Linked DNA regions of Sus scrofa: region 1 is linked to region 2. The links are chromatin contacts, called in public Hi-C maps. All regions are on one chromosome and are shown on one strand. The core of a region is the stretch at or near the end of the contact, and the rest is flanking DNA. Distances in the headings are between cores, read along the strand shown. Region 1 holds the start of C5H12orf57 (chromosome 5 open reading frame, human C12orf57). Region 2 holds the start of C1S (complement component 1, s subcomponent).

Evidence for each region. A called contact is a pair of places that touch in the nucleus more often than the background predicts.
Region 1: a contact with region 2 is called in a Hi-C map of liver, with 7 times the contacts expected there. The contact joins the promoter of C5H12orf57 here to the promoter of C1S in region 2. A contact is called at or near these places in 1 of 5 promoter capture datasets (liver) and 5 of 47 Hi-C or Micro-C datasets (embryonic fibroblasts, epiblast stem cells, heart right ventricle and 1 more).

The regions. Positions count from the first base shown.
Region 1 is chr5:63,779,920-63,782,953 of Sscrofa11.1, forward strand. It overlaps C5H12orf57 (chromosome 5 open reading frame, human C12orf57), which reads right to left and starts at 1,388. Exons shown (of 3, transcript NM_001243445.1): 1 at 1,031-1,388; 2 at 580-756. The coding sequence starts at 1,082. It overlaps ATN1 (atrophin-1), which reads right to left. Exons shown (of 10, transcript XM_003126540.5): 9 at 2,974-3,034; 10 at 2,245-2,804. The coding sequence ends at 2,771.
Region 2 is chr5:63,678,251-63,681,131 of Sscrofa11.1, forward strand. C1S (complement component 1, s subcomponent) reads right to left here and starts at 1,475. Exons shown (of 11, transcript NM_001005349.1): 1 at 1,412-1,475; 2 at 966-1,173; 3 at 301-478. The coding sequence starts at 1,416.

The sequences.
Region 1 (3,034 bases), core at 138-2,637, 100 kb after region 2:
CAGTCTACACTGGACACAACTGGCTGGGATGCAGTGAATGAAAATATCTCAAAGCAGTGTGTTCACCCCTATCACGTGAACCATTTTAACAATTTAGTCACAAGAGCACAAAGGATGCACATCAACCAGATTGCCAGTCCATAGCCAGGACAGAAGAGAGCTCTGGGCCAGCAGGGCTGAATTAATAAACACCCGGTTCAATAAACTGAACAGCCAACCCCGAGAGATCAGCTGGAACTGCTTGGAGGGGCTGCAGAAAGTTGCTGTCATGCAGACATCTCACTAAAAGCTATCAAAACGGGGTTAGGTTTCAGCTCTGCTGTGACCTGCCAACTTGGTTTACTACTACAGTCTGTTTCCTCATCTTAAAATGGGATAGCAATATAATTAATGGTAACTACAAAATGCACTTAAGACTTCACCTGGCTCAAGTTCACAGTAGACCCTGGGTTCTAAGTGCCAATACTGTTAGATTGTGGCTGCCGCCATGTGGCGAGAAAGGGGACGACGGCTCAGGGACGCGACGATCCATCGCCCTCTCCTCCACCCAGGCTACCTTCACTCCCCAGTCCGACCTACCTTCCCCGTCGCAGCTGAAGCCATAGGCTTTGATAACCTCCTGCTGAATCTGCGTGGCCACGGGCAGCACGAATTGCAGCATCTTACCCATGTCGTTGCACGCGTTATCACGAGCCTCGTCCATGCGCACGGCGTTCTCCGGGGCCGAGAACGCTTGGATCACCTCCGCCAGGACCACTGTGCGAAGGATGCAGCACAGGGCATCGGAACAAAGGGCACAAGGAAGAGGGCAAGGGAATTACTGGCCTGAAGCCGTAATAACCGAATCACTCGGCCCCCAAATCCCCCGCTTTAAGAAGCAAGGACCCCTCTTTGAAGGAGGATGGTACCGCGCGCCCCCAGTTCCCGGCGAATGCAGTCACATCTCTCGCCTGTGATTTCCTGCCCGCACCCTCCTCGGGCAGGAAGCCCACCCGGCAACTACCCACCCGGCAACTAGGAGGATTCTCACCCTTGGCCTGTTCCGCGCTCAAAGCAGCGGCTTGGGCCGAGGCGGACGCCATAGGACAAAAGATGCACGTGCAGCGGCGCCACGGAAACACTCCAGAAAAGCGAACCTTCTCCTAGTGCAGCTTCCCAGGCGGGTGGGGGTGGAAGGGAAGCTGTATCAGCTGAAGCCGGAAGCTTACTGATGGAGTCCCAACCTCCCCGCGCCCTCGGAAACAGGTTGAGACCTCGGATATTTAACTAAGACCAGTCAATCAGACACCAACTCGCTTACACCCCAACTCTTTCTATTGTTGAATACACTCTGGATTAAGGGTTTTCCGGTACAAACCGGAAAACCTGCTGGACAAATTCTAAAAGAGCTGTACACTACGAGAGCACAGCTCTGGCGAGAAGGCGGCATATCCGCAAACTCCACTATTAGTGAGGGTGAGTTCCGACCAGCGTTTCCTAATTCCTATTGCTGTACAAACAACGAGGCACATTGTAACTTTTAGAGGTGAAAACAGAATTCTAAAGAACTCTCTTAAACATTCGTTTCTAGAGTTTGGGAACGTTTGATACGAGTCTATGCAAATTACTTGATGCCGATTGGCTGAGAGCGAAGCCAGTCACTCCCCTTTTTAAGAACCGAGACGGGGCCTCGCGGCAGTGAAGACTTGACGCTAAAGCGGCTTTCGCGCTCTCCTAAAATGGCCTGGTGTAGGGGTGTGCAGTAACGCCCTATAATTTCCCTTCCCTTCAGGGCGTTAGAAATTGTCACCCACTCCCTCCTCAAACCTTAGAGCGCTTAAGACTTCAGGGTTCCAATTGCTTTAACCTATTGCAGCCACGCCCCCGACCCTCCAATTCATCAGTTTCTAACTCTTCTACGTTAAGAATTCAGGTCTCTGGCGGCTCCTAGCTGCGGGCACGGTGACAGAAACCCGTCTAAGCGGTTTCCTGGAGCAAGTCAGGGGCTTGCCTGTCGTAGGCCATCAGCTTCGTGACTGCCCACCATTGGAAGGATGGGACTCCACTCCAGCGGAGCCAGGTCTCCAAGGCCCTGGGCTCTTCCAGCTCCCCTCTCCAACTCTCCGGGGTCTCTATCCACTTCCGGACTAGCCTCCGGTAGTCCGGTAGCTTTCTCTCTAGGCGCTGGGCCGCCGCTGCCCAGAGACCCACATCACCACCCCGGCCCCCCATACCCCACAAAGAAACAGCCACAGCCATCTTCCTGGGGAGTCGTGAGGATGTTTTTGTTTGGTTGGTTTTGTTTGGGATATTTTTTAAAGAGCATCATATAGATATTTATATATATAAATTATTAATGTGGGGGAGGGGCAGGGGCATACATCGCAGTGGGAGCGCGCACACGGGGACTGGGGAGGGGCAGGGCGGCACACGATGCTACGCAAAACAGCCACATCTAACAGATGAAATAATCACACCAACGGGGTGGGGGAGGGGCGGTGGCCGCGGGGACGGGGGCGGGGGCGGGGAGGGGGGGGAAAGCCGGGGGACAAGGGAGAGGGAGCGGTCCAAGAAACTGTGCGCTTTCTGCCCCCACCCCCTCCACCTCCCCACCTCCGCACGCACATCACAGGAGCCTTGGCCTTCCATCTGTCCCTTCCTTCCTCCCTCTAGCCCAGAAGCCCCAGGCCCTGGGGCTGAGCAGCACCCCCTCTCGGCTGGGTGGCAGGCGGGGAGGGAGGCCTCCAGAGTCCAGATGCAGGGGCCGCGGGTGCTCTCTTGGTCGCAGGTTCTACAGCGGCTTGTCGCTTTCCTTCTTCAGGTGACTGGGGGAAGAGGGGGTGCAGAACAGGGCCTGAGAGACTGAGACCCATCCTGACCCGACCTCTCTCACAGAGGATGGTGGGGGAGGGGTTCCCTGCCTCGGGGGCCTCACCCCATCCCAGACGGGCTAAGTAGCATCCCATTGGCCTGGCCTAGGGTGCCCTGTGGTACCTGTAGTAATCCTCCTGGGCAGGCAGCGGCACACTGTGCAGTGGGTGATGGGCGTGCAGCC
Region 2 (2,881 bases), core at 225-2,724:
CAAAAGAAAAGAGTTGAGGTGAAGATTAAATTAATATAGGTAAAATTCCTAACACAGTGCCCAGTTCACAGTGGTTCTCAGTAAGTTCCTGTTTATTATCTATTTGTGCTGCTATCATCGTATCACCACCAAGATACGATTATGTGTTTGTATTTCACAAATGTGATTCATGGAGGGATCCAAGCCAACCCTTCATAAGAGTTATAAACAGAATCCTCACTCCTTGCATTGCTCAATGTTTGTCCTGTTTTCAATCTTGTAGCTGGATCAGTGAGGTACACGGAGAAGGAAGAGCCTTACCTACGGCAACGTAGTAGGCGGCAAACCCAGTGAAACGCTCCTCATTGGAGAAATCCGACGTAAAAATCACCTGGAGTTTGTTATACGGGACTTGGAACTCTTCCACCACTGCGGACTTGGGGTTCTTGCTGGTCTTCTGTCCACAGAGTTTCCCTTCTTCACGTCCTCCTGACTTTATCTAAGAGAAGAGTCAAAAAGAGGCTGGGAATGGATATTTTGGTAGGAAGGTCAGAGCAAAGGGGGAAAGATGAGACCATTTCCCACAGGAGGACTTTGTGACTCCAGCTCACTGCATACCAGGGGCACTCCTGCTGGCAACCTCTCCTTCCAGCCCCCAACCCCAGCCCCATCCTTTATGTGCTTATTAGAACATACCTGCACTGGAGTTCCCATCGTGGCTCAGTGGTTAATGAATCTGACTGGGAACCATGAGGTTGCAGGTTCAATCCCTGGCCTTGCTCAGTGGGTTAAGGATCCGGCCTTGCCGTGAGCTATGGTGTAGGTCGCAGACGCAGCTCGGATCCTGTGTTGCTGTGGCTCTGGCGTAGGCCAGTGGCTACAGCTCCAATTCGATCCCTAGCCTGGGAACCTCCATATGCTGCAGGAATGGCCCTAGAAATGGCAAAAAGACAAAAAAAAAAAAAAAAAAAAAAAAAAGAACATACCTGCACTGAGTCATATGCACAGTTCTCTGACAGCTCTATGTCCAGGTGGGTGAAGTAAAGGTGGATCCCGTACCCTTCAGGAACTTCTATATCCCAAGATTTCTCTACCTCATTGGGGTAAGCCTGAGGATAGTTGGGGGACAGGATCTCCCCATACATAGTCGGCTCGGCATCAACCCACGCCAAAAGGGAAAGTAGGACAATGCACCTGAAAAAAAAAAAAAAAAGACACATGGAGAGGTGGGTGATGCAGGTGCCAACGGACGAGTGCAGGGAGAAGGGAGGGGAAAGGAGAAGGGCACCAGCCCATAGAGGAGACGCTTGGGTGGGAATGAAGCCAAAAGGCCCCATTAAAGCAAAACCCAGGCTTCAGATCTGAACCATTTTCTTGAGAAGATGAAGGGAACTGAGTCTGTGTACATCCCTGTGGATTCCTGATCACTTACCACATCCCTGGCAATTTGTCCATCCCTGGTGAACAGCTCTTTTGGTCCTGGCTCTTGGCACCTCTGGACTTTGGAGCCAAAGAGGTGCCAGGCTGTGTATTTGTCCAACAAACACAGATACCTGCTGAAGCAGTGAAGGATCAGTGTCCCCTTGGCAAAAATAACACAGAGAGTAAACAGAAGGATATCACTAATCATTGCCCCTGACACCCATCCTCTCACATGCTCCCTGTTTCTAAATTTTGTTTGGTTTGGTTTAGTTTTTTTTGTGGTTTTTTTTTTTTTTTTTTAATGGCCTCACCCAAGGCATATGGAAGGTCCCAGGCCAGAGATGGAATCCAAGCTGCAGCCAAGACCTACACCACACCTGAAGCCACGCTGGATCCTTTAACCTACTGCACCGGGCCAGGATTGAAACCGCATCTCCACATCCACCTGAGCCACTGCAGTCAGATTCTTAACCCACTGCACCACAGCGGGAACTCCTTCCTGGTTCTAAATTGAAACTAAATCTTATCCCTCTCCTGTGGTTTCTCGGGACCTTCTCCCAAGTTTTCTCCAAAATGAGAAGTACTCTCTCTCGAGTTTTCCTCTTCCTCTGTTTTCCTTCCTCACCCCCAACTGTCCCCTCCAGCCCCAACCCTATCAGCCTCTCTCTTGCTCTCAGAGAACCATATCCCCATTTCTACTCAGGTGTTCAGGAGTCTTTCCCCCTCATGACCATCCTCCTAGGACGGGTCTCCCCTCTCCTTAACACTGGGCTCCCCCCTTGGAGTTCCCGTCATGGCTCAGTGGCAATGAACCTGACTGGTATCCATAAAGATGAGAATTCTATCCCTGGCCTTGCTCAGTGGGTTAAGGATCTGGCATTGCTGTGGCTGCAGTGTAGGCCGGTGGCTGCAGCTCTGATTCCAGCTGGACCCCTAGCCTGGAACCTTCCATATGCCATGAGTGCAGCCCTTAAAAAAAGCAAAGCAAAGCAAAAAAAAAAAAAAACACCCCCCCACCCCTTATCACTTCGAACTAGCTCTCTTGACTATGTTTATTAGTGCATGGATTTCTGTGGATGCCCCAAATGACCACTGATGGAGGAATGAGCTTCTTTTCCCAGGGAAAAACCTGGGGAGAAGTGGTCTTGAGACAAGCTTGGGTGGGGAAGAAGAAAAGGTACATCTGAATGACAGGAAACATAAAAAGAGAGGAAAAGTATTCCCTCAATTTCCCAGGTCATTTTTCCAAGTTTTGGTTTTTTTTTAACTTTACTAAAAAGACAAGGCATTTCCCCCACAGTTCCAAAAAGTCCTGCCAAATATGTTTCTAACCCTGAAAACAGTGATAGGTGGTGAGGTGACACTGGGGTGGAGAGAGTCAACCTGAGAAATAAGGGGTCTATATTCTGCCTTCTTTTTGTTCTGCTCTTTCCAGCCCTCCCTCTTTGCCCCAAACCTTCTTATATAAAGTTTTCTGCCT